2 separate regions of the Mus musculus genome follow, and region 1 is linked to region 2. Evidence: chromatin contacts called from public Hi-C data. All regions are on one chromosome and are shown on one strand. Each heading gives the region's core, a stretch centred on a gene start, on an enhancer-like site or on the middle of the called end of the contact. The rest is flanking DNA. Distances are from core to core; before and after follow the strand shown.

Region 1 (7,181 bases), core at 885-3,384, 89 kb after region 2:
AGATTATGCATGTCTCAGGAAAAAGTATGAGTTTGAAATAGCAAAAGAAGGAAAAGAGAAAGATGGAGGTGAGGCAAGAAAATTGATGCCAATTTTCCCTTAAAGTAATCTCTACCTTTATTTGTCTTTATCTATACTATACAGAAGACATACAGTAGTAAGTTTATTGCCCACAGCACTTCAAATCATATCTAAGCATACAAACAAATTTAGATATTTTTTTGTACAATGAGGAAATGTCTTAAAGTTTATATCTCTTCTGGCTAGTAGAATCCCATTCTGATACTCCTCTTAATTGTTGAGTTAAATGAAATCTTTGACATATATTGCCTTTATATTTATAGAAGGGTCATGATTTTCCCCTTTAAAAATACTACCCTTGGCCTATGTACATAGCTCACTTTTGTGCCACTTTCCTGAATGCACAAGGTCATAGGTTCAATTCCCAAAATGACCCATAAAAAAAAAGCCTAACTAAATTGGTGGTATGTATATTATGTATGTATATGTGCATATATATATATATACATATATATATATATATATATATATATATATATATATATATATATATAAAATCTCCCCCAAAAAAGCCTACCGAAATTGGTGGTATATATACATACATATATAGCATGAGGGATCTGTAACCATCAGAATTTTTAACTATAAACCAGCCTGATGTGAAGCTATAGCTCACAAAAAAAAACTAAACATTTTTTAAAATAAATATTAAATGTTATTTGGTCAATATTATTTCTGTGTTTATTTACCATGCCCTCACTTACTCTTTCTTATCTTTTCACTTACTTAATCTCTAATGTAACATATTGAACATAGTTGAAACACATGGAAAACAGGGGACCACTCAAAGTTATGTCATGTTGTTATGTCGTGCCTTCTGAGAAGAGTGTTTCAAAAACTTTTATATAGGCCAAAGATACATATACCCTTAAAATTTATAATTGATATTTAACAATAAATATCTTTAAAATAAATAAATAAATAAAATCTTTAACAAGATCTTACAAATTCTATATTTAAAATATTAGTTTAAATTTTACATAATAAACCTGTTTTAATCGCCTAGAAAAACCTTCCTTTATACACATTATAAATGTCCTTAGAAGAGTCATATTTCTTTGTTTTTAATAACTCAGACGTGTTGGCGTGCTTTAATCTAAACATTTGGAAAATGGAGATCTGTGAATTTGAGGGCAGCCTGGTTTGCATAGTGAGTTTCAGACCAATCATGGGGTTACACAGTTAGACCCTGTCTCAAAAGAGGAAAAAAGAAAGAAAGAAAGAGAGAGAGAGAGAGAGAGAGAGGCAGGGAGGGAGGGAGGGAGGGAGAGAGAGAGAGAGAGAGAGAGAGGGAGAGAGAGAGAAAGAAAATGAAAGATGTAACCATGCCCATGTTGCTATCTTGAACATTTTTATTCTGGCTTTCTTAACTAATGACTCAGTGTCAATGACCTTTAAGCCTCATGGAGGATTTAATCCATACTTGCATACGTGCTCCAGAAAGCACACGGACAAGCTGAGATCAATTTGGGCAAATATGCACTGTCCTTGTAAGCCATAATTATTTGAAAGTCAGTTAATTCCGCAATACAGTGAGAAGTAGGCACTTTAACCTTTGGCAAAAGTAACTTGCCTCCACGTCTCACCAAGGTGAATCTCGACCCGATATATCTTAGCAGAATAAATACATTTGGCCCTTTCTTAATATAGCAAGATGCAAAGGGAAATCAGATAGAAGAAGTGAATAACCTATTACATCCGATGGTCCAAAGTCATATCTTTTTTTTTTCAACAGTAAAGACAAATTAATTTTGTCTCTTGCCTTGGCATTTATGAATGCTAATTTAATCACAAAACTTTAGACTTCCTGTGAGAGAACTCAAAGCCACATTGTGAACATGATTTTCACATAAGCTTTGTTCCTTTCTCCAAAATTAGAAAGTAAAATAAAAAAAAAAAATCCATGCCTGTATTAGACCTTGGGCAAAATTAGCATAGCCCTGCCATCTCCTGTTAGTTGATTCAGTACTCTGGGGAATCGTGTCACCATCTGGACCGGAGTGCATATGGTCAGAGGGAGGCCTGAGAGAGTGTCCTCAAGAAGACCCAAGCTGACTGAGCCACCTGTTATCAGGATAAGTGAGGGCAAAATACATAGTCGCACTCGCCACCGTCTGTCCCTCATCTCCAGAAAGCCAGTCCTTTCACATCAAGGCACGGCTTTAAGGGCAGAAGATTGACTCCGTGGAACTGAGATTGTGAGTCTTCCCAACAGAACAAAGTAGAGGATAGTCTATTATGCGCAGTAAACAACAAAGTCAGTCTGGGGATGTCAGGAAGGTAGAGGTTGCTGGCTTGGAGATGCAGGAAGGCGAGCATTATTCAGATCACAGATGCTCAGAAAAACCAGAAAGTGCAGTAGCTGTAAACAAGGTGAGGGATGCAGGATCTAAGCAGAGATGCTCATTTATGACCCATGTGGCAAAATATGGGACAACAGAGTGGGCAACAGAAGGGATTTTGATGGCCAGTGACCGATGAGAGGCTGTGCTCCTCTATGCCTCCCGAGGAGCAGACATCAAAAAGACAAAAATTATTGGTATCCAAAGATCTCCGGACACCTTTCCCCAGAGTTATCCACGAAGAAACCGGTGTGATCTCAAAAGGAAGCAGGAAAAATTTGAGGACCTACTGTTGGGGAGGTGAGTACCCCAAATAGCAAAACACAGGCATTAGGCATTGATGTGAACTCACAAAATCCCAGTCTCTCAACAGTACTGAAATTGCAGTCAGTCTCTGCAGACATAAACTCCTTCCAGGAGATTTTGTTGACAGACAGGCACAGCTTCTTTTAGGAATTCTCTTGTTCACAAGGGTAGCACAAACATTTCACCAGAATAATTATGACTCTGTTTTTGTGTTGAGGTTTTACTTTCATAATCACGTTCATAAATATTGAATTCTTACTATATATTAAAATGACTGTCCTTCCTTTTTTTCCTCCGTATATCAATACTTGGGGTCTTAGATTGACCCACTGACTAAATTGGGTATCCCAAAATCACACTCAATCAATCATCATCCTGACTTCATACTGACACTTGGGGCTACCTCATCAGAAGGACGAGGGATAAGAACAGGGGGTAGGAGTTGGCTGGGCAGTTTACGGTAAAGACACCCCTCCCTGCAAAGAAGTAACCAATCTCTCTCTCTCTCTCCCTTTTTTTACTAGAAGTCAGAAATATCCTTGGGGTTCCTGACAGCTCCATCTTTTCCTGAAGCCAAAAAAACATGCCAAAAGTGCTTTGGGAACTCTGCCCTCTGGCTTCATTCCTAAATTATTCTAGAACCTTTAGAGAGACACAGTGTTTAAATAGTAATGAGGACTTGTTAAGAGGAAAACCCCTTTTGATGAAGAAAATAGAGTCCCTGGCCTGGGAGCAGAGCTATTTCCAATGAAGCCAAGTCAGTCTCCTGGCCAGCAACCCACACCTAGGAAGGGAGGCTTATCTTAAAGCACTCTACTGAAACAGATGAAATAATTCTTTGTACTTTGGGCCCAACTCAGGTATTAAGTCAACTATTTCTAAACAAGTACCCCTAGAGTGCACATTGACATTTGGTGCCTAAGTTTGCCCCTCAAGACATGGTTCAATTCAAGTCATAAGACATTCAACTGTGGCCTTTTGACTGTCTGTGAGTGCTTATGCTTTCTTGGTTTGCCTAAAGTCATATTCAACTATCAGGTGGCACAAGACCGAAAAATAGAATAAGCACTTTTGATCTAAACTAATGTGACTGGGCCTTATGTAAGAACCTGGCTGTCCTTTTCCCATTTTCTATATGGACATGGTCTTCAGCTATAATAGGCAATCTTATGAGGGAGACAGGCTTTTAAAAATTCTCAAAAGGATCAAATACAAGCATATGTCCGAGAGAAAGATAAAATATCACCACAAGTAAAATGTAGAGATTTATTGGTGTGCTTTAGCAAGCTGTAATAGAAAACGCTGAGAACCTGAGAGTATATCACTAACAGAGACAGGGTAGAAGTCTTATTTCCATCACACTCTGTTCAATAAATCAAGTGGCCCCAACTGCCTTCAGCAAGTTTCTTTATTCTCCATGAGTTGCTGTCAATTGTCAAGCTCAGTTTATCACATGTAAAATAGTGTCTTATAGGCATGTTTGCTATACATAAAAACACTAGTCAACATGTAACTTTCACTTACTTATTTATTTATTTATTTATTTATTTATTTATTTATTTATTTTGGTTGAGAGGATTGAACCCAGAACCTAACGAAGGCTTAGCAATAGTTGTATGGCTGAGCTCCCTCTCCACCCTCCCGCCTGGCACCACTTTATTTCAAAATGAAATAAGTATGTACAAGGCAATATAGTTATGTGATTTTTAAAAAAAAAAAAACTTGGCTTTGATAGTGATGAAATAATTATAAGAAGGCAATCAAATGAGCTGCAAACACGAATAATGGTGACCCTTAGTTATGTCTAATGTTGAAAGATCAGAACTCTCCAAACTTGGTAGCAGAGGCATGACCAGTAAATAAAGTTTGGGGTATTGTCTTAGGATTTCCATTGCTGTGAAGAGACACCCATGACCAGGGCAACTCTTTTTTTTTTAAGACTTATATTTTATGTATGTAAATACACTGATGCTCTTCTCAGGCACACCAGAAGGGGGTCATCAGATCCCATTACAGGTGGTTGTGAGCCAACATGTGGGTGCTGGGAATTGAACTCAGGTCCTCTGGAACAGCAGTCAGTGCTCTTAACTGCTGAGCCATCTCTCTAGCCTGCAGGGCAACTCTTATTAAAGGCAACAACTCAGTGAGGCTGGCTGACGGCTTCAGAAGTTTAATCCATTAGCTTCATGTCAGAAAACATGGCAGCATTCAGGCAGACATGGTGCTGGAGATGGAGCTGAGAGTCCTACAATTTGATCCGAAAGCAGCAGGAGACTGTGTCTAGATGTAGATTGAGCATAGGAGACTTCAAAGCCTACCCTGACAGTCACACACTTCCTCCAACAAGAAGGCCACACCTCTTACTAGTGTCGCTCCTGATGGACCAAGCATTCAAACACATGAGTCTATGGGGGCCATAACTATTCAAGCTATGACAGGTACTTACCTTATAACAGGAGTTAACATAATGAAGAGGTAAAGGGCACCTACTGTGAGCTAGGTACTAGGCAACTCCTGTAACATGGTTAGTTAACAAAAGAAAGAAAGAAAAGAGAGAGAGAGAAGAAAACAACTCACTAAAAGGCAAGACTGAATTAATATTTTAGCATACTGATACATAAATCATATCCATTATCAACAAATAGGAAAATAGAAGTGCTGGCAAGGATATGAAAAAATTAAGAACCATGTAGTGCTGGTGGAGTTATAAATGGTGCAACCACTCTGGAAAGCAAACAAAAAAGATCCACTCCAAAAATTAGGATTACTCCACTACTGGCTTAGCAACCTCTTTTCTAAGAACACATCAAAATGATCATCCATCATGACCAAGTAGGCTTCATCCCAGGGATGCAGGGATGGTTTAATATAGGGAAATCCATCAACGTAATCCACTATATAAGGAAACTCAAAGACAAAAACCACATAGTCATCTTGTTAGATGCTGAGAAAGCATTTGACAAAATCCAACACCCCTTCATGATAAAAGTCTTGGAAAGATCAAAAATTCAAGGCCCATACCTAACCATGATAAAAGCAATCTACAGCAAACCAGTAGCCAGCATCAAACTAAATGGAGAGACACTCTTTTCTAAGTATAGCTCCAAAACCTTGAAGACAGCCTTCAAGAGATATTTGCACACCATGTTGGTTGCAGTTCTATTCTCAGAGGTTGAATGGTGACATCGCAAAATGTCCTATCGTGAGTGAGTGCATGGCATACTATGTATAACTGAATGAAACACCCATTCTTTGAGGAGGAAAGACCATCAGCCCATAACACATCCGGAACTGGAGACATCATTCATTCTAAGTGAAATAAGCCAGCCACGCAATGACAAACACTGTTCAATTTCACTTTTTTGTATGGTAGCAAAGACAATGACACTAATAAAAGAAGACAGTAGAATAGCATTTGTCAGGACCAGAGATGAGAAAAGGAACGGAGAGTTGCTATCTAGCAGATATAGAGCTTCAGTCATGCACGATGGACATGTAGGATATCTCTTTGTATGACTATACTTAACACTGTAATGTGCAGTGGAGAACATTAAAGGAGTAATATATATATAATAAATATGTATTATATATGTGTAATATATAATATATATTTATGTGTGTGTATCTTAGAAAACAATCCTAAATGAAAAGAGAGTGTTTTGATAGCACAAAACAGGTAATTAATTATAATTCAGGGAATTATAGCTTCAAAGAGATGGTAGCATTTGACCTGAGTTTTGAATGATGAATAAAATTTTAGTGGAAAACAGATTACAAGGAAGCATGAAAAAAGAAACCCAAAAGAGCCAAAAGTTCATGGAGCTGGAGGACAACCAACCTGGGAGGCTGGAACATAGACCACAGAGCTGTAGCCTCAGACTATTTATCAAACAGGTCCCTTTCAGGGATGGTAACGCTATTTCACCAGGATAAAATGCTATTTTATGTCTTCATTGTAAATTCCTGGCCATCATAGCTTAGGTAGCTCCCCACTTAAGAAGTACCATGTGAATGAAGCTTGTGATTCCACTTAGTCCTGACAAGTTTGTGTTTAAATTTTAAAGAAGTCTTTTTTCATGATCTGATGGAGATCCAAGCAACTCAACTAAACTGGGTATTAAAAATGCTGATGGAGGGATGGGGGTGGGGTAACACACACACACACAAGCACAGAGAGAGAGAGAGAGAGAGAGAGAGAGAGAGAGAGAGAGAGAGAGAGAGAGAGAGAGAGAGAGAGAGAGAAGCTCATTATTCTGTTTGTAATTCTGCTGCATAAAAGGGTACATTCTGGTGTTGTCAAAGTCGTTTTTTCTCTAAGGCAGCTTCCAACATTAAAGGCCAAATCTTATTCCTGTCTAACTTGACAATAACCCTGAGAAATAAAGTTTTCAAAATGAGGAAGAGCTGAGACCAAAGGAATGAGTTTAGAGTTGGAGATGCTTGAGGTGCCTC
Region 2 (7,520 bases), core at 830-3,329:
AGCCCAAATGCCTGGCTTCATTACCAGTCTATAAGAGAAAGGTCCGACCTAGAGGAAAAGCAGTATTCATCTTTTGGCATTGCTGAGTTTGTGAACATAGCAAACGGTGAGAGGCCAGGCATCAGAGAGACCCCTATGGTTCGAGAGGACCATCCCACCTCACCTTGGCTTCCTTCCCTAACCCCGGGCTCCTGGATATTAGAAGCCAACTGGGTCCCGGAGGTCACCGGCGCTCACTCAGCAGTGCGAGCCGCCTGGCGGGGTGGGGCAGCACAGGGCACCGCCTCCCTCCATACCTTCTCTCCCCGTGGATCACGTAGGAGCTGCGGAAGAAGCCCAAAAGCTCGTTCTCTATCAGGGCATTGTAGATAATCTTCAGATTGTAATGCCTCTGCGCGTCCAGGGTTCTGTTCAATACCACCACCAAGACCTGCGTTTGTGGGTAGAGGAAAAAGCCTGCAACCGGGACAGCCCCGAACGCCCTGTCTTCAGCTACTTGCACCTTCTCCACCGCCACTCGGGAGGCGTGCAGTACCACGTAGCGGGTGGCGTTCCGGCACGCGATCTCCACGTTGACCTCCCCAGAGAAGGTGAAGTTCTCCATGAAAGCGGTGAGCATCAAATTGTAGTGCAGCGGCTTGAGGTGGCCGGATAGGCGCAGCTGTGTCCAGGGCTGCCACTGCTCCCGCTCTTCCTCCGACGGCGGCTGGGCAGACGGGGTCCCCGGGGTGCCCACCTCGCCGCTCTCACGCTGAGAGGATTCCCCACCCGCGTGGTGGTTGCGCCGGGCAGAACCTGGAAAGCTGCTGTTGCTGTCGCGCTCGGGGAAACCCCCGAGGCCACCGTCGGTGCCAGGCATCGCCGCGCTCGCTCCACACTCGTCGAATCGCAAGCTGAGCAGGACGGCCAGCATGGTGACAGCCAGCAGTGCCACGATGGACACGGCAAAGGCCAGCACAAGCCTCTTGTGCACTGCGATGTGGCGCTCCGTGGTGCGGGGTCTCACTCCCACCGAGTCAGCCCACGGGTCCGAGAGCCCCCTGCCGCTTGCCCGGAGCGCGGCGTCGTCTTCTCCCATGGTGGCCGCAAAGGGTGAACTGCTCTTCTCTGCCCCCTCCTCCTCCTTCTTCTTCCTCTTCTTTTTCTTCTTCTTCTTTTTCTTCTCCTCCTCTTGCTCCCCCCTCTCGCCGTCCAGGGCCATCACACCGCCTCCTCCTCTTCCCCCGCCCCCTCCGACACCCCTAGCGGGCGGGCCACCCGGGCCACCTCCAGCGCAGTCATTGGAGACCGCACGCGGGCGGAGGGCGCGACGCCGGCTGGGACCCTAGGGAGGCCAGCTCAGATTCTCTCAAGACAGACTCTGGAGGCTAGTGACGACCGAGACGACCCCCATCAGCCCCGCCTCTCTCCAGACAACAGCTGCGGATAGCCGGGCAACCAGCTCTGGGACGCGCCCCAACTTGGGAAGCGTGTCGCTCGCCGGGTGCGCGCTACTCGTCGGGCCAGCACCGGGCGCCCGGGCACACGCCGCCCCCGCCCCTGTGCGCCTGCGGCTCGCCTGTCCTCCCGGGCGCCGCACTCTACCAGGGTGGCGGCGGCGGTTGCTCTCTCCTCGGCTCGGCCAAGAGGACAGAGAGCGCTGGGGAGAGCGACTGAGTCGGGGGACAAGTTAGGGCTTCACCAGCCCCCCGCACTCTGGCAGCGTTGTTCCGTCTTCTGGGTGGGATGTGCTCGCCAAAACAGTTGCGGCGGTGGCAGCGGCGGCAGCCCGGAAGGCGCTGGAGCCTTCCACCCCGCAGTGGAAGAGGAGAGGATGGACCAGAGGACCGAGGAAAGGACTGGAGTAAGCTAGCCGGAGGAAGTCCCACGGCCGCGGAGCATCCGTCCTGAAGAAGCCTTCTCCACCCTGGACACTTTAAGCAGTGGTGGCGGTAAAAGGCGTGAGGTTGCGGACTGGGCAGCAAGCCTCCCGCGTTCCGATGATGCTCTGCCCTCCAGAGAAGACAAGTGAAGAAGTGTCCGGTCGGGGTGTCCACTTCAGGTAGATGAAGGTCTGAGCCGCGTCCCCGGGGGAAGAACTGAAGTGCGTGCGTGTGTGCCAACGCGTGTGCATGTGTGTGCGCGTGTGTGCGCGCGTGTGCGTGTATGTGTGTGTGTACACGGGCTCCGGGTGTAGATTTTGCCAAGGGTACTCCAGCTGCATTCAGGGACTGAAACTCCCGGAGAAACGGGAAGCAGAGAGAGGGAGCAAGCGAGGAGGAAGGGAAGGCAGGAGGGAGGAGAGAGGTTTAGCGACAGAGGCAGGCACTGGGAGATTAGAGAGAGCTTTTCTCCGCTCTGTCACACCAGACACCCACAGCCACAGAGGGGGTTGCTGAGCTGCCTGCAAGAGTACATTGTAAATCTTCGGCGCAACAAGCCCCGCAGTCACCCCTCTTCCGACTCCTTAGCCCTACTGCGGATTCCCCAGAGGGACCACTGGAGCCTTGGGCTATTAGCATCAAGAGCAAAGGCAGAGCCTGCTGGGGAGGCAGTGTCAGATCACACATCAAGCTCGCCAGAGGATTTAGAGGACTGTATGTAAATTGAAATAAATTCTCCAAAGCCTGGCTGCATATATTACACCAGTGTAGTGAAGCTAGGTGTGCAGTCAGAAATAATGGCTAGCAATGAACTAGTAGAGTCCTCCTCCGTAAGTAAAGACTAAAGACAAGAGAAGGATTCCCCATAGAACGCATTTTATTCTGAGATTGGGGAAAGCATTACAACATGATGCCCACAATACAATATTCAGAAACGAATGGAAGGAAAACTGAGGGTGGAGGCCCCATGACTTTGGATATTAGTAGGACAGTGTATCAATCCATACTCACGTGACTTGTCAGCGTCTTACTTCACCTAGGCACAATTCTTCTTTGCAACTCCCCTGTATCATCATGAAAAGTGTTTAAACTTCATTAGAACAGTTATGAACCCCCAGTGTACGCTAACAGCAAGAATCATCAAAGCACAGGACATATATAGCCTGCTGGCCGCCTTTGGACTCTCAGGAGTTTGTTGGAGTTCTCTCCACTAGAGTAGAGGGGGTGTGCTATCGAAACTTCAAAATGTGCTGATAGAGTTGTAACTAAAACAATGCTTAGAAAGACAGCCGCCTCGAAGGCGACAAAGAGTTAATGACTGGCTCAGTCAATTTAAAAAAAAATGAAGAAATGTCTCTTTACATGTTTCTTTTGTTTGTTTAAATCCAGATTGCATTTAAGAAATCATCACCATCATTATTTTCCAGAGAGAGAGAGAGAGAGAGAGAGAGAGAGAGAGAGAGAGAGAGAGAAAGAGAGAGACTATTAGCTTTGGGGTAGTGAAAAATAGGCTTAAAATGATATTGTTAAAGCCTGGCCAATAAGAGGAGCTCAGTTACACAACATCAACTTTAAACTGGGAGTCTTGCTTGCAGAAGTTCTTTTCCCTTCATCCCTAGCTAGGGTACTTGCTCAATACCATGCTTTCTAAATGTCCACTTGCATCATCATAAATAAGGAAGATGGGTGCCAGGGTGGGTATTTTTAAGCATGTTGTATGTGGGCCGCCAGCAACAGACCAGGGGAAATGCCACATTCTGTCCCAGTTACTTTTTTCTGCTCTGTTTTGAACCATCTTTGTTCTTGCTTTTTTTTTTTTTTTTTTTTTTTTTTCATATGGGTCTGGCTATGTGCATTTTAGGAGCTGAGAGCTGAGGGGTTAGATTGTTTCCCCAAAGTTAGGAAATACGGTTTAGCAAGGCAAAAGAGCACCTGAGACTCCAAGAGTACACCATATTCTTTAGTACTTCAGGGCTCTGGTCTAGACATTCAGGAACCCTGGCCTAAGGGACACAGATAGCTAGCAGCTTCTAGAGTGAGTCCTGCGAGTCTAAGCACCCCCTGCCTAATGAAGAAACAACCTTCTTAGGGGGTCTCTGAGGCTTTCTGTCTCTAACGTGATGTTAGTCGTGCAGGCTACAAGGCCATTACTTTCCAAGAACTCATGAAGATTACTGTTAGGTAACTCTCAAAACCATTGCAATGAAAAGAAAAGAAAAGAAAAGAAAAGAAAAGAAAAGAAAAGAAAAGAAAGGAAAGGAAAGGAAAGGAAAGGAAAGGAAAGGAAAGGAAAGGAAAGGAAAGGAAAAGAAAAGAAAAGAAAAGAAAAGAAAGAAAAGAGGAAAAAAAAAGCAGATCACTTACTGATTAGAAATGTTTGTCCTGACTGATTAAATTAGCAAATGGATTGTTTTTGAGACACAAATGAAGCAAATTCAAGTTTATTAACATGAAGTGGGCACAACTTATTAGCTTATTGATTCCCGTTTTGTGTGGCTTTACCCAATAAACTGAGTATCAAAGATCAAGTAAGTAAATATGTGTTTCTCTCCTGTTAATATAAAGTGAATTTTTTCTCCTTTTGTGACGTCTGAAAGTGTAAAGAACCCGAGAAAGATGCATTGGTGGAATAAAGTTTTATATTATCTTCCAAGAAAATGTTCACCCTACTGCAAACCAAAACCAGCAGAGAACAGGCAAAGTTTCAGGTTGTGAACCTAAGAGGAATATTGAAGGAATTAACCACAAACACTTGGTTTAAAAGTTGTCATTAGCATTTAAGTCCCTTGATTAGAGAAAGGTTTGGCTACTGTGATGCTACAATCAGGCTGTGTTCTTCACAAGGGAGGCACCTTCTCAGTGTCTGACACTTAGCAAGAACCATTTATTTGTTGTGAGAAAGTCATGCTGGTTTTTTTTTTTCTTTAACTAATAAATGTCATTAAAATGTTGTCCATATTAGGTCTGGGGACTTGTAAAAGCGAATATAATCTGAATGTTTAAAAGTCATGAAGTCCACCAGAAGTTGATTTTAATCAAATCTACACTCCGATCCTGTCGATAATCAAAATGAACTGTCTTGCAGGGAGCGATGGTCTGTGCTCCTTGGTTGTTTAAACTTGCACTGCCTTTTGTCCCCACACTGATTTGCATGAACATGCACAACTTGAGTGCCCTTGCATACTCCATCTCTGAAAGTGTGATTAGCTTCTTCATGTCCAGAAACTGTGTGGCTCAGAAGAAAGAGCTACGTCCCCACTCAACCCTCCCAACCTTTTGTGATCCTATTCCACTTACTTAATCAACTCAGTTTCTTGATGTGTTAATATCAGAGGGCTCGAGGAAGTACCTTTCAGCCCTCGGGAGCTAATTTCCTCATTTTGCCAAGAGGTTTTTAATCTTCTCCATGAAAGACAAACAAAATTTGAGCTGGGGAGACAAGCTCAATCAGTAATGTGGCCTACTTTGCAAACACTAAGACCTAAGTTGGATCCCCAGGACCTATTTTAGCTGGGCATAGTAGCACATACTTGCAAATTACAATACTGAAGAAGCAGAGGTGAGGAAGTTCAGGGCCTGTCTGGCCATTCAGCCTGGCCTCTTACTTGGCAAGCTCTTGGGCAATGAGAAACATTCTCCAAAAAATAAAAATAAATAAATAAATAAATAAATAAATAAATAAAAAATAGGTGAATCGTGTTTGAAGAACAGTGCCTAAAGTAAACCTCTGGCCTCCACACACATGCACACACATGTTCACATGAACATGAACACACACATACATACACACACGAAAAAAATTCAACTTAAAAATTTAAGGAGGAAAATGACATTGTAAGAACTGTACTGGCTAATGCACAGGAGACTGTAAACCAAGCAAGCCGCTACACTGGTAGTCAAAAAGACTGGCGTGCTTAGGCCTGCAATCCTTTTCTGAAGACCACAGGCAGCTAAAAGACCCTTGCTGACAGTCCAAGGCAGAAATCTCTGCTCCCCAGCTGTAGTGGCGCCCCCATGTGGCAGCAGAAAAACAGCATCTTAAAATCCAAAATAGTGATAATTTGATGAAAATCTTCAACTCTGCAAATCCCTGTTACATCAAAGTTCTTGGTAATTCTCTATTCCACAATTTAAATTTTTCATAACATTTGACCTGAGTCTTTTATAAAGAGTTTCATCCAAAAAAAAAAAGGGTTGCCTTTTCTATTAGAATCTTCCTCCTGAACTTGAAGATAAAAGACAGAATATTTAAGGAAGTTTCTGTTTTCCAACTAAAATTGATACCTTGATTTAACTGTCGGCTGTCTGACTTCTAAGGCATCAGACTGGATGGAAGTGTTATGTGAATCTGAATATGTCTTTTTAAACTGCCTGAAAACTGCTGAAGTTGTTTTTTTTATAAACCGCCTAAAGTACCAATATATTAGCACAGATTGTAAGTCCTCAGGAAGTCATACAGTTGTGCTGAAGGGAAAACAGAGTAAGTCTCTGCACAAAATGAGCCTCTCTAGATGGCAAATTTAAGAAGAAGTATGGCTGTAATCTATGATAAAATTCCCAGTCCCGGCATTCAGTGTTACATGCAAAGCAGAGAGTACAAAGAATCCAAGAAAGTTCTATTTTTCTTTGGGGGTTTCTACTGCTAGGTTTAAACTCTTCAGTGTTCACTCTGGGCTTTTGGGTTTATGATCTCTATACGAATGTTCCATAAAAAAGCAAAGTATGTATCATGGAAATGTTTGTAGTTTATTCATGAAAGCGGCAAAGATAATATGTGCCAAAGTCTACGCACAGAATAGAAATTAACCCATTAACTTCCTAGAGACTTTTCCACTGAACTACTTAATTTGTACAGGAGCAGAAGAAATGGGATAGCAAATTTATAAAAACCTGTGGTCATCAAAAATATAAATTTCTCAGACACTTGCTTTTACATACATATGGGAGGGAAAGTAGTAGTGCTAATTATTATTATTAATTATTAATTAATACTTGCTTCTTGCCACTATTGTTTTAAGTGTTTTGTCCTAGCTCATGTGGTCATGAAAGCAGCCACCATATGGACAATGCTGCTGCTGCTGCTTCCATGAGGAAACTGAGGCTCAGACCAGCTAACATCTGAGGGCTGAGCCATTTAATTAGTAAATAGCACAGTTGGGATTCAAAACCAAGCAGTGTTTCTCCCCCACCTGAACGTTAAAGATTGTGGCATACTATTCCCTGTAAGGTAAGCCTAAGATAAACCACACAGCTGTGTAACTGATATCTGTTTCATAAAGTATGAGGTCAGTGTTAGCACCAATAGTTGAGACCCTTAGAATGGAACCAGTCCACCTGGGTCTGTAGCCCTGTCAGAGCAGACAGTTTCTACTCATGACTTATGTTAGCTGAGTGTTGGCTCAGCGAAATGAAATAGATAAAATAAAATACAATGGAACCCTGAGAAAAGTAATCATTTTTATGAAGTAATGAGGAAAATAGGAGGGGAAAGTACAGTATTATCCATCCTAGGGTGAGAACAACATGATTGGAAGAGTTGCCTAGAATTTGTTTTCATGCAAAACGAGCAGTTTATATCTTAGGAGTCTTGATATTTGAATGCATTATATTTCTAGATAGATAGATAGATAGATAGATAGATAGATAGATAGATATAGG

What was found. Hi-C and Micro-C count contacts between places; a contact is called where the count stands out from the background.
Region 1: a Hi-C map of cerebellum shows a contact between it and region 2, with 2.5 times the contacts expected there. The contact joins the enhancer-like site here to the promoter of Trhde in region 2. A contact is called at or near these places in 6 of 484 Hi-C or Micro-C datasets (brain, cerebellar granule neurons, cerebellum and 1 more) and 1 of 9 other capture datasets (adipose tissue).

The regions. Positions count from the first base shown.
Region 1 is chr10:114,888,782-114,895,962 of GRCm38.p6, forward strand. The region is part of intron 2 of Gm40767 (a long non-coding RNA gene); the gene reads right to left. Among named protein-coding and RNA genes, the nearest start is that of Gm31182, 16 kb to the left of the region's middle. Within about 2 kb of position 2,135, at least 5 of the 459 cell types and tissues checked have an H3K27ac peak or open chromatin away from gene starts, as enhancers often do. A contact at or near this core is called in cerebellar granule neurons and cerebellum, where this site is marked.
Region 2 is chr10:114,800,223-114,807,742 of GRCm38.p6, forward strand. It overlaps Trhde (TRH-degrading enzyme), which reads right to left and starts at 2,080. Exons shown (of 19, transcript NM_146241.3): 1 at 297-2,080. The coding sequence starts at 1,201. It overlaps Gm15723 (predicted gene 15723), which reads left to right and starts at 1,504. Exons shown (of 2, transcript NR_155864.1): 1 at 1,504-2,041.